2 separate regions of the Sus scrofa genome follow, and region 1 is linked to region 2. Evidence: chromatin contacts called from public HiChIP or PLAC-seq data. All regions are on one chromosome and are shown on one strand. Each heading gives the region's core, a stretch centred on a gene start, on an enhancer-like site or on the middle of the called end of the contact. The rest is flanking DNA. Distances are from core to core; before and after follow the strand shown.

Region 1 (4,162 bases), core at 1,098-3,597, 290 kb before region 2:
TGGGTTAACAATCCGACGTTGCCCTGAGCTGTGGTGTAGGTCACAGACGCAGCTCGGATCCCACGTTGCTGTGGCTCTGGCATAGGCTGGCAGCTGTAGGCTGGCAGCTACAGCTCTGATTCGACCCCTAGCCTGGGAACCTCCATATGCCGCGGGAGCTGTCCAAGAAATGGCAAAAAGACAAAAAAATAAAATAAAATAAGATAAAAGTAAAAATAATGACTTTCTCATTGGAGGCCCTTGTTATAGTCCATAACCTGCCTACAAAAATGACTTCTTTTTAATGTATAGTGATAAGTGATAGACTTCAACATTTTGATGACTGCCATGCTTTAAAATGGGAATAAAGATAGCTATTATATCTTTTTTAATTTATTTATTTATGGCTTTTTAGGGCTGCATTTGCAGCATATGAAAGTTCCCAATCTAGAGGTTAGATCGGAGCTACAGCTGCCAGCCACAGCAACACAGGATCCAAGTCGCATCTGTGACCTACACCACATCTCACAGCAACACCAGATCCTTAATCCACTGAGCAAGGCCAGGGATCAAATCCACATCCTCGTGGATACTAGTCGGATATGTTACCGCTGAGCTGCAACGGGAACTCTGTACTATATTTTTTAATTTGACAGAGCAAAGCAGATAATAATGAAATGGTATTTATCAGAATAGCAATCTTTTAAAATCCAAATGCAATAATATGATCTATGTACTTGGCTATTGTGATGACATATAGCATGTAAAATATTAAGATGTCTAATATTTAATTCATTTCAATCATATCAGTCTGTCAAGATATAATAAATCAACAAGTCTACCAACAACCCCCTTGCAAATATTCTCTATTGAACTACTCATAGTTTTTAGAAGTAGTCATGAAACTTGAAAATTGCCTCTAAATTAGCATAGCTACTCACACATTATTTCTACCACCAACAAAGAAATGCCACTGTAACAGTTGCTGAATAGTTTTTATGCAAAACTGATGTTAGTGACAGATTTTTAGGCAAGTAATTTGTCTTAACACGTGTCATTTTATTTGTAAAAACTCCCAGGGCTAAAAAAATGAAGTTTCAAAAGTTATTTACTTTCTCTCCTGGAAAGGTAGAATAGATGTAAAATAACCAACCAACAGTCCTGTGTGATGGTCTTTTAAATTCAGAATCATAGCATTGTTATAGAGGTGAAATAAAAGCTATTTTCCCTGTACCTCACACCCCAGAAAGAAGTGAAGTTCCCCAGCCCTAGTAAGGACTGAAGAACAAATACACTGAATGGGCATACATTTGTCCACTGATATCCATGGGGGACTAGTTCCAGGACCCCTCAAGATATTGAAATCCACAGGTACTCATATGCTATGTACTCATATGCTATATACTCATATACTCAAATACTAATATAAAAGTATAGTATTTGCATATAACCTAGCACATCATCCTGTATACTTTAAATCATCTTTGGATTACTTATGATACTTAATACAATGTAAAAGCTATATAAATAGTTGTAAATACAATGTGAAATACTATGTAAGTAATTGCCAGCATATGGTAAATTGAAGTTTTGCTTTTTGGAACTTTATGGAATTTTTTTTTTTTTTTTTTTTTTTTGTCTTTTTAGTGCCATATCTGAAGTATATGGAAGTTCCCAGGCTAGGGATCAGATTGGAGCTACAGCTGTGGCCTATGCCACAGCCAGAGCAACACGGGATCTGAACCGCATCTTCGACCTGCACTGCAGCTCACAGCAAGGCTGGATCCTTAACCCACTTGAGCAAGGCCAGGGATTGAACCTACATCCTCATGGATACCAGTCAGGTTCATTTCCGCTGAGCCACAGTGGGAACTCCCTGGAATTTTTTTTTTTTAATATTTTCCCTCTGCAGTTGGTTGAATCTGTGGATTCAGAGCCTACCAATACAGAGGACCAGCTACACTTTATTTGACTTTATTTGATTTGATGATGCAACATCTTACAAAGGGGAGCAAATTCAGAAGACTCCTAAAAGAAAATTACAGTGCTAGCCCAGTTCCCCCCTACCACCAAACTTTGAAACATAACAGTTGTATACAGTGGAGTTGCCTGACTGCAAGATCTGAGAAGAGAATCTCTCGTGGCCCACCTGTAGTCTGCCCCAGCAGATGGACATCCAATTCCTTTCAAACATTTCAATCTCAGCCTCTGTCCTAGGCACAGAAGACCAAAAAGTAATGTTATGTTCCATAAGGGACTCTCAGTCAAATATGAAAAAATATAAAGAGTTGAATCTGCTGGCGGACGTGACAACCGAAAGATGTGAAGCAACCAATCTCTGGCCAAAGTGGATGAGGCAACCAGCCTTAATCAAAGGAAGAGGAAGCTGGTGTCCAGAACCTAAATGGCTTGAAATTGGTGAGGAAGGAAGCAGGAAGTAGGGCAAAGATGGACTGTGTCCAACTTCCCTTGATTCAACTCTCCCCTGTGAAGAAAAAAAACACACTCACTCCTTGGGGCAATCAAAATGTCTTTGCTCTTGTGACAGCTTCTCTTGGTGTGTTGGGGGGAGCTAGGAGCTCAGAGGTGCTGGGGCCCATTCAATTCTTGCCTCTGACAGAGCTTTAGCCAGACATCTGGGAGTACACCAAATTCTTTCTCTTTCCATTTGTGCTGCTTAAAACCAACTGGTTGTAATATTCTTGAAATTTTACATTGACTGTATACTGTATTGTTTAATGATTTCTTCATCTGTGAAGTGGGGGTAATGGCAGTATCTGCTTCAATGAGTTGTAAGGTTAAAGATAGATGGAAAGTGTGTAAGTATATATAGGATATAAGTGTGTGTGTGTATATTTATATATGTGTGTGTGTATATATATATGTATGTATATATACAATATAAAGTCCTGCTTTATCCACAAGTTTCTATACCAGTGCTTTTCATTTTCTACAAAAACCATCATTGTTGAGTTCCCGTCATGGCTCAGTGGTTAATGAATCCGACTAGGAACCATGAGGTTGTGGGTTCCATTCCTGGCCTTGCTCAGTGGGTTAAGGATTTGGCGTTGCCATGAGCTGTGGTATATAGATTGCAGACCCGGCTCAGATCCCAAGTTTCCGTGGCTCTGGCGTTGGCCGGCATCTACAGCTTCTAGCCTGGGAACCTCCATATGCCGCAGGAGCGGCCCTAGAAAAGGCAAAATAAAGACCAAAAAAAAAAAAAAAATCCAAGTTCTGAAGCTGGAAAATATCAAGGAAAATGGATTCTCTCCTAGAGCCTCCAGAGAGGAATGCAGCCCAGAAGACAGACACTTTCAAACATCGAAGACAGTTTGTAAAAACCCAAGTTCTGCTTCAAAGGCAGAGCCTGAGCCTGCATTTCTAATAAGCTCACAGGTGATACCAATGCTGCTGGTCCACGAACGTCCCTCCTTAGCCCAGCTGTACACTAAAACATTGGGCAGTGCTCACCATGCTTCCTGGCCTATCCTCCCCATCCAGTCACCTCTCAGACCTCATTTATCCTTGCTTTCCATACAGAGCCCACTCGAGCTGCTCCAGTCCCCTCTCTTTTCTCAAACAGGTATGGTCCTTCTGCCTGGCTTTGCCCTGTTTTTCCTTCTGCCTTTGGTCACCTGAATGGCTCACTACCTTACTTCCTGCGGGTCTTTATCTTAATGTCATTTTCTTAGTGTGAACTTCACGGACCATCCCATTTGACATTGACCCTGCTTTTCCCCCAGAATTCCTTCTTTCCTGCTTGATTTTTCCTGTTAGTCTCATCTCCATCAATACACACTGTATTCCTTTAAAAAAAATTTTTTTTGGCCACGCCCTTGATGTGTGGAAGTTCCCAGGCCAGGAGTCAAACCTGTGCCACAAAAGTGACCCAAGCCACTGCAGTGACAACCCCAGATTTTTAACCCACTGTACCACAAGAGAACTTCTTAAATTTTTTTTTCTTTTTTTTTTTGGTCTTTTTGCCTTTTCCAGGGCCGCTTCCTCGGCATATGGAGGTTCCCAGGCTAGGGGTCCAGTCGGAGCTATAGCTGCTGGCCTACACCACAGCTCATGGCAATGCCGGATCCTTAACCCACTGAGCAAGGCCAGGGATGGAACCCGCAACCTCATGGTTCCTAGTCGGATTTGTTAACCACTGCGCCATGACGGGAACTCCGAG
Region 2 (4,570 bases), core at 1,562-4,061:
TGTTCGAATACTTTTGTTTTCATGTTATTGCACTGACCCTATATTTTCTCTTAATTTGCTTCTACAAGGGATAAAAAGTGAAGAACCTCTCTGAGCCTTCTCTTTAGGCATAACAACTGGATAGCAATTCCTTTTATATGTTTGAGAAATCAAGCTCCTACAGAGGCCAACAGGGCTCGATGTTATTTTTTTCTCCTACTAAAGTGAGACTAAAAGGAAAAAATAGTATGATTAAAGAAAGTTTTCCCATCTGAACATCCTAGCTAAATTTCTTTTTAGGTGATTACTTATTTTTTAATATTTTTTGATGAAATGGAAAATGGATTTATTCTTTTCTTATGGGTGGGAGTTTTAAAGAGAATAAATGAGTTTTATTTAGAGTAGTCTGGTCTGCTTCACACTGAAGAGCCTGGGCTTAAGACCCATGTTCTTAGAATCAAATATAGTTAACTACCTTCCTTCTCTAGCATTTTTTCATTCATGAAACAGATACTTAAACTGAGTGCCTAGTCTGTGCTAGATCCTGAGCACATGAAATACATACAATCATGAAAAAACACAAGAGACCGTCCATCGTGGAGCTTCTGTTCTGGTAGGGCAGAAAGACACCAACAAGTAAGATGACGTAGGAAAGAGGATGACCACGGAAGAGCTGGTGGAGAGGTACCTAAGAGTGGAGGCCTGAAAGCTGAATGGAAGCCAGCTGTGAAGAGAGAATAGGATGAAAGTATTCTGAGTGGTGGTAACAGCCTGTTCAAAGGCCCTGAAGTGATTAGGAACTACACATAGACTAGTGCGGTTGACATAGTTCTGTATGGTGGAGGTACTTGGCCATACAAAGTTATATCTTTTAAGCTCTGTAACAATTAAGTGTGGGTATCATTCAGAGAGCAGTGGGATAAAATGCAGGATTTCAGAGATGGGACTCACACAATTTAAGAACTTCTCTTTGACATTCTATGGAGAATGCACTTGGCCTTTGGGTGGGACAGTAAGTACAGGAACATCATCAAGGAGGCTGTGGTAGTAACTCAAATGAAATGTGGGGTTGGCTCAACCATGGTGTGTACCTGAAGTAGAGCGAAGTAAATGGACTCAGGATGTACTTCAGAGGTACAATTGGCAGAACTTGGGCCCTTGATAACACTACTTTTTTTTTTTTCTTTAAGTGATGGTTCTTTTTCAACTCAATAGCTGAAGAATGGCACCTTATTGATTTTATCTTTCTTTTTCCTTAACTTGTGAGATTGACTGTTTTGACTCCTTTTCTCATGTGTGTATGTAATTGGCCTATTTGTAATCTTTGTTTAAAGTCTTCTTAACTGATTTTTTTTTTAATTTTATTTTTTTTTTGTCTTTTGTCTTTTCGTTGTTGTTGTTGTTGTTGCTATTTCTTGGGCCGCTCCCGAGGCATATGGAGGTTCCCAGGCTAGGGGTTGAATCGGAGCTATAGCCACCGGCCTACGCCAGAGCCACAGCAACGCGGGATCCGAGCCGCGTCTGCAACCTACACCACAGCTCATGGCAACGCCGGATTGTTAACCCACTGAGCAAGGGCAGGGACTGAACCCGCAACCTCATGGTTCCCAGTCGGATTCGTTAACCACTTCGCCACGACGGGAACTCCCAACTGATTTTTTTTTTAAGGGCTGTACCCAAGGCATGAGGAAGTACCCAGGCTAAGTGTTGAATCAGAGCTGTAGCTGCCCGCCTACACCACAGCCACAGCAGTGCGGTGTCTGATACATGTCTGCAACCTAAACCACAGCTCACAGCAATGCCAGATCCTTAACCCACTGAATGACGCCAGGGATTGAACCCAAGTCCTCATATACTAGTCGGGTTCATTTCCGCTGAGCCACGAAGGGAACTCCCTCTTAACTGATTTTTAAGAACTCTTCATATTTGCAGTCTGTGACAGGTTAAAAAAAGTTTTGTCTTTTAATTTCACTTATGGGGTTATTTTGGTTGGTCTTTTTATGGTTATCTGATTTCCCATGTGGGTCGATGTTAGATATTTCATAAATGCCTGTGAACTTGCATTGAGTTGAGAGAACACTTTACATATGACTCATTTTGAACTTAATTTAGTACAATATAACAGTGATACATGTTCAAAGCTTTATAAGAGTAAAGAACTTATTTCATCTAATGCATACTAGCCTTAACTGTCCTTGTTCAGATCTTTTAATTTTATCATGCCTTTTAAAAAAGTTAACTAATTTTACAACTTCTGTAATTTTACATAATATTTTTATGGTTCAGCTATCGTCATTGATTTAGCTGCAAGATTCTAATTTTGTTGCATTAAGTTATAGTTTTGGAAGCCAGAAAATAAAGCTTTTTACATTTTTTATATCAAGCCATTATAAATATTTTAGTGATTGTCTAAGGTTAGTGCTTCTGATAAACTGTGTGCTCTTTAATTGTAGACTTTTATACTTCTTTGAGGTCCTACACTCTAGACATGGTCTTGTTTAAGTGACTTTAGGATAGTTCAGATATGCCGTATGTTTGCCTGGAGAACTGTGGAAATGGCTGTGTTGCTCATTATGGAGTCACTAGATACACATTAGAGTCATGGGTATAAGGGAAGGAGCATCAATTTATGGATTAGGGGGAAGAAAAAAAAAGGTGTTCTAGTCCCTGTAATTCCATACCTAGTTGTATTGCTTAGGCACATGATCTCTATTAGAGATCTCTGTCTCCAAAATCCTTCATAATTTGGGGTTAAGGTGCTGTGATGAGTCTATAATTTCATAGACTTTCTGCTGCCCCCTGGTGGTATCCTACCTTAGTCCAAGGCTAGATCTGCAGTCCCTTTGTCAACAACCTGAGCCTGTGCTTCAGTGCTGACCTGTGTGATGGGTGAGCGTCATCCTTCTGTGCAGTGGAGCTTTGGTGCTACTGACCATTGGCCAGTTGATAAAGGAGCTCGGTGAAGGTGGGCCCTGGAGGTTTGGGAAATTATCAGATAGATAGAACCAAGAAGTCATGGTCAGTGGTAACGGGAGAAAAGCTGATGAGTTGATGGATATTTATTTTTAAGAGTTGGTATAATTGTTGTCAGAAAAAAATGCTTAATGCATCTTTTTTGAGTATGGAGGTGAAGGTAAAGACACCTTAATTAACACTTGCTTTCCCTGAAATCCAGGAGCCCAGGGAAAGGAGACTGTCAGGGGACAAATTTATGGGGGAAAACTAGAACATGGCGAAGACCACAGGGTGTACCTTAAGGTGTCATCAATTTAGAATTTACCCCTTTAGAGGGTCTCTAGTCTGAAAATAGTTTAAACTTATCCAGCTATTATTAAAGTAGTATTAGGCATTTATTTTGGGACTGTAGACTTGAACTTGATTTCCTCTCTCCAGGCCTATCAGTTGCTGCTAATTTTGAAACATGGTGATAGTCCCCAGGGTCATCTTCCTTAAATTAGCTCTCCTCTTACCTCAGTGAGTTAAGTATATTTTTCTAAGTGTAGATTTAGGAGAGATTTGGTAGATTTTTTTTTTTTTTTTCTTCTCATTGAAATGAAAAAGCTTTGGTTTCCCAGCTACTGGAGATTTCTAATCCTCAGTGACAATAAAACTTCACTCGAGTTAAGGTTTTTTATCTTATATTAAGAAGTTGTGTTCTTTTTTTTTTTTTTGCCTTTTTGCCTTTTCTAGGGCCCCTCCCATGGCATATGGAGGTTCCCAGGCTAGGGATCTAATTGGAGCTGTAGCCGCCGGCCTAGGCCACAGCCACAGCAACTCGGGATCTGAGCCGAGTCTGTGACTAACACCACAGCTCATAGCAAGGCCAGGGATCAAACCCACAGCCTCATGGTTCCTAGTCAGATTCATTAACCACTGAGCCACGACAGGAACTCCAAGAAATTGTGTTCTTTTCTTTTAGCCTACTTTTAATGTTACCATCACTAGGCAATTCCCAATTTAAATATACTTTAAATTAGTTTTATCTTATTATTATGCATGGTGATCAGGGCCCCAGGCTTCCAAAGTCTTTAGGTTATTAAAAGTAGTAATGCTTCTGAGTAAAATCATCAGCACACATCTAACTAAAAATTTCCAACAATTTCTAGGTAGTGGCAGCATTACTTCTGGGAGAGAAGTAATTTAGAAAATGAAATATTAAACCTTCTAGGACATTTTGATGGTGTATAAGAGAAAAATATATTTGAAATCTGAGCTGCCTTAGAAAATCTGGAGAAATGGTTACTGTATATAAAATGTATCTAGATTTTATAGTACTATTATTCTCATCATTGCTTTAGTATTTAAAAAGCACCATTTAGTGTGACTAAAAATACAATAGAAATTCTGCTTTTAGATTCTGTAAGGAGGGGAAAGATCTTTTTCCCCTACTCATCTTAAGAGTCCTTGGCAGGGGTTTCATATCTTAGACCGACAGAAGACAGACTAACAAGAGAAGGGCAAGCAAGTTTAATAATGCTTATAGCATATACATATGAGGGGAGAATTAGTGATCAGTAGCTCAAAGGGCTGGTAAGAACTTGGGTTTATGTAGCATCTTAAAAGAATAATCAATTTTTAGAGTAGTGATCAA

The links. HiChIP or PLAC-seq counts read pairs in DNA pulled down with a chosen protein or histone mark.
Region 1: an H3K27ac HiChIP or PLAC-seq map of alveolar macrophages shows a contact between it and region 2. The contact joins two enhancer-like sites. A contact is called at or near these places in 2 of 2 datasets of contacts at active chromatin or transcription factors (alveolar macrophages and skeletal muscle).

The regions. Positions count from the first base shown.
Region 1 is chr14:99,484,611-99,488,772 of Sscrofa11.1, reverse strand. No RefSeq gene overlaps it. Among named protein-coding and RNA genes, the nearest start is that of MINPP1, 88 kb to the left of the region's middle. Within about 2 kb of position 2,347, at least 3 of the 83 cell types and tissues checked have an H3K27ac peak or open chromatin away from gene starts, as enhancers often do. A contact at or near this core is called in alveolar macrophages, where this site is marked.
Region 2 is chr14:99,198,717-99,203,286 of Sscrofa11.1, reverse strand. All of the region lies in intron 1 of SGMS1 (sphingomyelin synthase 1), which reads left to right. Among named protein-coding and RNA genes, the nearest start is that of SGMS1, 16 kb to the left of the region's middle. Within about 2 kb of position 2,811, at least 4 of the 83 cell types and tissues checked have an H3K27ac peak or open chromatin away from gene starts, as enhancers often do. A contact at or near this core is called in alveolar macrophages, where this site is marked.